Linked DNA regions of Sus scrofa: region 1 is linked to region 2. The links are chromatin contacts, called in public Hi-C maps. All regions are on one chromosome and are shown on one strand. The core of a region is the stretch at or near the end of the contact, and the rest is flanking DNA. Distances in the headings are between cores, read along the strand shown.

Region 1 (3,455 bases), core at 73-2,572, 130 kb after region 2:
GCACCTCTGGCATCCGGCGGAGTTTGAGGTCGCTCACGTTGGCGCTGAGGGTGAAGCGGTGGGCCCCTGTGAGGATGGCCACCCCAGAACCAAGCTCGGTATGGAAGATGCGGGCATCTAGAACCCGGTTCTGGAGCACCTCCTGGGGAAAGGGGGACGTAGGTTGAGGGAGCCACAGAGGCACAGACTCCATCCCTCTCCCCCAGCCCCCTGGGGCCCTACGTTGCCCATGCTGAAGTGTCTCCGGAAGTCACCGTGAAGCCCGTACACCAGCACGACGCCGTCCTCCTGCACGCAGAGCAGCTCCTCCTCAGCCGACCAGCCCAGGGACACCACGGGCCCGCTCTTCCACTGCGGGGGACAGGGAGGATCCAGAGGCTGTCCTCGGGAGGACGCAGAACCCTGTCCAGCCCCAGCCGTGAGGCAGGCAGAGCGCTCACCATCAGACTGGCCAGAGGCATGCCGGAAGCCGAGTAGATCTCGAGCACCGGCCGCACGCTGGCAGCCTTCTCCTTCCGCCAGGGGTTCCTCAGCAGTGCTGCAGTTTGAGAAGACACCTCCTGTCCTAGCTGCCCAGGCCCAGTCCATGCGAAGGAGCATTTAAGAACTAGCTCCTTCGGCCCGGCCCATGTGTGCCAGGCCTCAGGAGAACCAGAATTAGAAAGCATCTCAGTAGGATGGAGAGGGGGTGGGTAGCATGTGCCAGCAAGAACAACCCAATAGCAAGGCCCCCAGGAATCAAGGACCTTGAGCCCCTCCCTTGGTGGCAGAGCATGTGGTGGCAGAGGGGTGACTTACCAATGGGGCCCCCATAGGGTGCAGCGGCCACCAGGCAGTCCCTGAGTTCTTCCTTCAGGTCCCAGTCCATGCTATACAGCTCATATTTCCTGCGCACACCAAGATGAGCAGAGACTAGCCTCCAGATGGGGTGAGCCCCAGAGAAGCCCCTAAAGCCTTGACTTGTCCTCCACAGGAAAGTTGAGCAGCAGGGGGGGGGGGGAGTTGATGACTAGGTCCAGCTAGGCCAAGTGACCACATGCATGCTTAAGGACAGCAGGTGAGGGAGCAGAGGGTGTTGGCAGGGCACGCTGTGTGGCCAATAGCCAGGGCACAGAGTTAGGTGGGACGAGGCCAGGGTGGCTGGCTTGGGCCTGTATTAGCAGGAAATAAGACCCTCTAGGAGGCAGCCTTTCTTCTATCTCTGGTTCTTAACCTGGAGTCTGGTTATGGGTTTTATATCCAGGGGTCCAGCTCAACGCCTGTTGATAATGAACTCAGTTTTAGAGGGATTGAGTGAGTAGTGCCTGAAAGAAATCCAAGAGGAACACTTTAGTGAGCCCAGAGCTGGGCAGAGTCCTGGGTTGCAGATGCCAATCTGTGAATGCTTGGCTCACAGGAGGTAACTGAAATTACAAACTGGCACGAGATGACTGCAATCCGAGCGTGCATGGATCACCAAGAGATGTGGGTTGCATGAGAAGATGGGAGCAGGAGGCCATCATGTGATGGTTGGAGGTGAGGAAAAGGGGACAGAGAAGAAGTGGGCACTTCTCCAGGACACCAAGAGAATGTTCAAGAAGGAGGGGAGTCAGCAGTAACATTTTAAGGATCAGGAGGATGCCCATCATTTCCTTCTATTGAGAGTCTTCTTGGCATTCTAGCCAAAAAAATATAAGAAAAAAATAAATAAATAAAGAGAGGTTTCTATTTTGGAGAAGGAAGGAGATAGGAGATTGTCTACTTAGAAAATCCAAAGCAGTCTATGGAGCAATGAATGAAAGAGCTCAGTAAATGATCAACAAAAATCAATATATTTTTCTATATCAATTAGTTTACTATACCATAGCAAGAACTAATTAGAAATATTAATTTTAGGAGTTCCTGTCGGGGCTCAGTGGTCACCGAATCCGACTAGGAACCACGAGGTTGCGGGTTCGGTCCCTGCCCTTGCTCAGTGGGTTAAGGATCCGGTGTTGCCGTGAGCCGTGGTATAGGTCGCAGACGCGGCTCGGATCCTGCGTTGCTGTGGCTCTGGCGCAGGCCGGCGGCTACAGTTCCAATTAGACCCCTAGCCTGGGAACCTCCACATGCCGCAGAAGCAGCCCTAAAAAAGGCAAAAAGACAAAAAATATATATATTAATTAAAAAAATCCTAATCATGATAGCAATGAAACTATAAGATACCCAAGAATAAATCTAACACAATTTTTTTGGTGTGAAATCAAAGCTTTCTCAAGGATACAGAAAACATGAAGAAAAATTCTAAAGGATCTATGGGTGCACAAGAATTCAATAAAAATCACCCCAAATTTTTGGTGGGGAAGGAAGCACAAACTGATTCTATAGTTCATGTAGGGAGAAAAAAGATCATCTGAAAGAGAAAATATTGGATAGTATTTAAGAACATTTGAAAATATGACAACAGATATACATCAGATTATCAAATACACTTAAAAATTAAAGTAAATTAAAACTAGTTTTGGCACAGGAATAAGCAAATAGATCAATGGAAAAGAAAATAATATAGAAAAAGACCTGGGAATAGAGTATATAATAGAGATGGCCCTTCAAATTGGTACAAATTGATACCTGAAATGAGACAATGAATCCTAAGGGAAGAATCACAATAAATGCTATTTCATTATTTAATCTCTACAATAAAAGAGTTCCAGATGGAATTCAAGATTTAAATGCTTAAAATTTAAAAAAAAAATTGTATCAGAACAAATCTTGCTTATTTTTACAATCTCAAAGTAAAAAAATTTCTGAACATGATATAAAACCTGGAAGTCTCTAAGAAAAAAACGAACATGAGTCTAAATAAAAATTAAGACCTTTTGTGTACTTCTATATAAAAGAGGTAAAAGCACATATTTACATTTGCTGCTATTTGAAAAAGCAGCTCTGGGCAAATTTCCAAGAATCCACATAACAGTGGTTACTTGCAGGTGAGGAGCGGAATCAGTTAAAGAGGAGCAGGGATGGGAATGAGACTGAGTTTTTAAACCACTTTCATGGTTATTTATTAAAATAATTAACATTACAAATTTTATACATTGAAAAAACCCACCAAAAACAAACTAGGAAGACAAACTATGAAAAGGAGAAAAAAAACATGGAAAAGGAATACTGTTCTTAAAAATAAAAAAAGCCTCTAATTGTAAAAAATAAAAATAAAAGTAAAATAAAAATGGTCAAGGGCTTTATCATAACTATTTTATGTGAAGATACTTAAAAACTACACATAAAAAAACTTGAGAAAATGTAAGCGAATATTTTCATAATGTGAACCATGGAAAAGTCTTTCACAGCAAGACACAGAAAGGAATAGACTGATAGATTTTAGTACATAAAAACTTAAAATATGTAAGTTAAAAATCAGTACATAAAAGTTGTGACCACTGACAGAAAATTTGTAACGTTTGTAACAAAGGCTTATAATGGAGAAAATATAA
Region 2 (3,534 bases), core at 898-3,397:
ATGGCAAGCTGGTGTGCAGGGCCAACAATGTACTTTCTTCCAGGCAGAATGGGTTCTTCTAGAAAAAGATGGGAGAGGAAGGAAAAAAGACAATTTTCCTATCAAAAATCCAAATGGTTTCCTAGCACAGAGAATTTCGTTCCTGATTAAATCAAGGGGACATGATTAGATCCTTAAGCACTATGTATCCAAAAGTGCTGAGTACTCTTTTCTTTGTCACAGCCACCTTTCACCAGGACCCCAACTATACCAACATCTGGCTTGGAGATAGAGCAACTCTGCCCTCCACTCCATAGGGCCTGGCTTCCTTTCCACTCCATACTGAGCCTCATAACAGCGGACCAGGTGCTGCCTCCTCCTCCTCCTCCACTCTCATGCCCCGACCACAAACTACAGAACCAGTCTGAATTGGTAACCATCTTCACCATATTCTATCCTTTCTGGCAGCAGCACTTTCCGTTCTCTTTAACAGGTCCCCCCATGTAAAGGCCAATACTCTCATACATGCTCTGGATTACATCTATTGCTGTCACCTCGAAGACTTTCTTCGTGACCTCATTTACCCTCCTCCAGCCACCAACAGCCAGCCCCATGTCTCTCTTCATAGTTTACTTCTCACGATAGTTGTCTTATAAAACAGTTGTTTTCTCTAACGCCTTATCTATGGGTACTCCTTAATCTATTCTGCTCTGACTCCTACCCTCAGTGGTGCATTTAAGCTGCTCATCGAGGACACTAACAAATGGCATACTGCCAAATCCAATAGAAACATTCCCATCCTCATCTGATTCAACCCCTTAACAGCGTTAAATCAAAAAATATTTGTGGACCAGCAACTGTATTCCAGGCACTGTTCCAGATACTGGGAATAGAGAGGTGATCAAACAAACAGGTGAGGGAGGAAAGCAGAGGAAACTATTCATGAACAAGCCAATGATTTCAGATGGGAACAAGTGACAGGAAGAAAAAAAGGGTAAGGCGCTAGAGAGTGAAGGGTTTGGGGGAGGGAGCAGTGGTTGGCTATGTTAGAGCAGTTTGGAAGGTCTGAAGCACTAAGCACAGGTCTACGTGATGTGAAGTGAACCACATAAAGATCTGTGCAAAGACCTTTCTAGGCAGAGGGAATGGCGAGCACAATAGCCCTTAGGAGTTTGGTAGGTTCAACAAAAAGCACAAAGACCAGTTTCGGTATAAGATGTGGCTAGAGAGGTGGGCAGAAGCCAGAAGACTTAGGGGTTGAAGGCAATGGTAACGAATGTGGATTTCATTCTGAATGTGATGAGGAACGCTATGTGATTGGAGGGCTTTGAACAGGGAAGAGATATAAATGGATTTACATTCTTTTAAAAGATCAGCTAGTTAAACTGACTCATAAGCAACAGTCATGAGGTAGGAGGTAATCCAGAAGAATGTGCTGTCATGCAAGCTAAGAACAGAATTTTTCGAGGAGGAGGGAATAATTGACTCAATCAAACATGACCGCCAGATTAGGGGTAGGATGAAAACAGAGAAGAGAAACTGGACGCCATACTTTTTTTTTTTTTTGGTCTTTTTAGGGCCGCACCCACAGCATATGGAGGTTCCCAAGCTAGGGGTCGAATCAGGGCTGTAGCTGCCGGCCTACACCAGAGCCACAGCAACTCAGAATCCGACCTGCATCTGCGACCTATACTGCAACTTGCAGCATTGGTGGATCCTTAACCCATGGGAGTGGGGCCAGGGATCAAACCTGCATCCTCATGGATACTAGTTGGGTTCGTTACTGCTGAGCCACAACAAGAACTCCCTGATTTTCCTTCTGTCTCTCGGTTGCTCCATGTTGTATTCCCTAACTAGCTGTTCCTCTTCTAACACAAATCTCTAAATGTCTGTCCTTGGCTCTTCTCTATCTGGGTCTAAAAAATTTCCCTCACCATTCAGTAGCTAGCACTGCCATCCACCCACCCTGCTGCTCAAGTAAGAAATGTGGAAATCTCCTTAATTTCTTCCCCATGCTATCTTCTATATCCAATCCAGTTGCAAGTTATATGTCTTAGGGCTAAAACCAATAGCTCAAATTTGTCTGCCTTTTTTACTGTTCTATTGCCACCATTCTTGTTTGAATCTCTGTACTCTGTCAGCTGAATCACAGTAAGTCTCTGTCCTCTGCCAATCTATTTTCCAACAAGCAGGCAGAGTGATCTCTAAGAAAGCAGAGCAGATCATGTTCCCCTCTTATGTAAGATCTTTTGATGTTTTTCCAAGCCTTTAGAATGAAATCTAATATCCTTACCCTGGCCAATAACAACCTCCCACCAGCCTATGCCACAGCCGCAGCAACAGGGGATCTGAGCTGCATCTGCGACCTATACCACAGCTCATGGCAACGCCAGATCCTTAACCCACTGAGCAAAGCCAGGGATTGAACCCTCTATGGGGTTCCTAGTCGGATTCGCTTCCACTGTGCCACGACGCGAACTCCAGATCTTATTTTATTAGTCTCACAGAGTATTCTGTTATTTCACCTAATATCTCTTACACTTCGTAATTATATACTTATTTGCATATAGTTGATTAATGAGCGTCCCTCTTTAGACCACAATTTTTTCAAGGGCAAGGCAAACAAATCTCCTTTGCTTCTTACTATATTCGTAACACCTAACAGAGTAGCTACTAAACAAATACTGGACTACACTAAGTGAATGAATAAAATAACTAATGGCTTACCACGAAATACGTCTGTTCAATGCCAATCACATATACCAAGTATTAAAAGAAGGTCACTAGAGAGACATCTGGCTTGGAGTTCCCAAGCCATACATTTCTGACTAGTATCCAGATATGAGGACGCAGGTTTGATCCTGGCCTCGCTCAGCCGGTTAAGGATCAGGCATTGACGAGAACTGCGGCGTAGGTCCCAGACAAGGCTCAGATCTGGCATTGCTGTGGCTGTGATGCTGGCCAGCGGCTACAGCTCCGAATGGACCCCTAGCCTGGGAACCTCCATATGCCATGGGTGCAGCCCTAAAAAGACAAAACATCAACAAAAAAGAGATATCTGGCTCAAGAGAGTGAGCTGAAATATAATTTAATTTCTCTTTCCTCCCCAAAAGGACACTGGAATAATAGAAGAAATATAAAAATACTAATGAAATTAAAAAAGTGCATCTGGAAGGCAGCAAAGAGTGGCATCAGCAGACCAGAAACTTTGAGGGATTTCTGGAAGACAAAGCAGATGGGATTAGACTGCTGAAGAGATCAATCAGAGCTAAAGAATCTATAGCTGAAAGCTAAGTAGTAGTTCTACCAGTCTGAACCTGGAAAATACCTCAAGCTTAGAGTCAACCAGGATTGGGGATGAAAGTAGGCCTTGGAGTAGCAGGGTATTTAACAAAAGGCTTACCAACACTCCAAGGCCGAACAAGCTGTGGTGTCAGATGGAAAATCAGTGCTCTATGTAGAGTGGGGGTGTGCTGACGGCTTCTTTATTAAAAAAAAAAAAAAAAGTACATATATATATATATTTTATAACTTTTTATTATGAAAAACTTTCAA

Evidence for each region. A called contact is a pair of places that touch in the nucleus more often than the background predicts.
Region 1: a contact with region 2 is called in a Hi-C map of skeletal muscle, with 4 times the contacts expected there. The contact joins two enhancer-like sites. A contact is called at or near these places in 6 of 47 Hi-C or Micro-C datasets (embryonic fibroblasts, fetal heart ventricle, heart right ventricle and 1 more) and 1 of 2 datasets of contacts at active chromatin or transcription factors (skeletal muscle).

The regions. Positions count from the first base shown.
Region 1 is chr17:32,809,224-32,812,678 of Sscrofa11.1, forward strand. VPS16 (vacuolar protein sorting-associated protein 16 homolog) reads right to left here. Exons shown (of 24, transcript XM_003134328.4): 2 at 799-887; 3 at 441-538; 4 at 223-351; 5 at 1-142. Among named protein-coding and RNA genes, the nearest start is that of PTPRA, 14 kb to the left of the region's middle. Within about 2 kb of position 1,323, at least 2 of the 83 cell types and tissues checked have an H3K27ac peak or open chromatin away from gene starts, as enhancers often do. A contact at or near this core is called in skeletal muscle, where this site is marked.
Region 2 is chr17:32,679,449-32,682,982 of Sscrofa11.1, forward strand. The region is part of intron 4 of PTPRA (protein tyrosine phosphatase, receptor type A); the gene reads right to left. Among named protein-coding and RNA genes, the nearest start is that of GNRH2, 46 kb to the left of the region's middle. Within about 2 kb of position 2,148, at least 3 of the 83 cell types and tissues checked have an H3K27ac peak or open chromatin away from gene starts, as enhancers often do. A contact at or near this core is called in skeletal muscle, where this site is marked.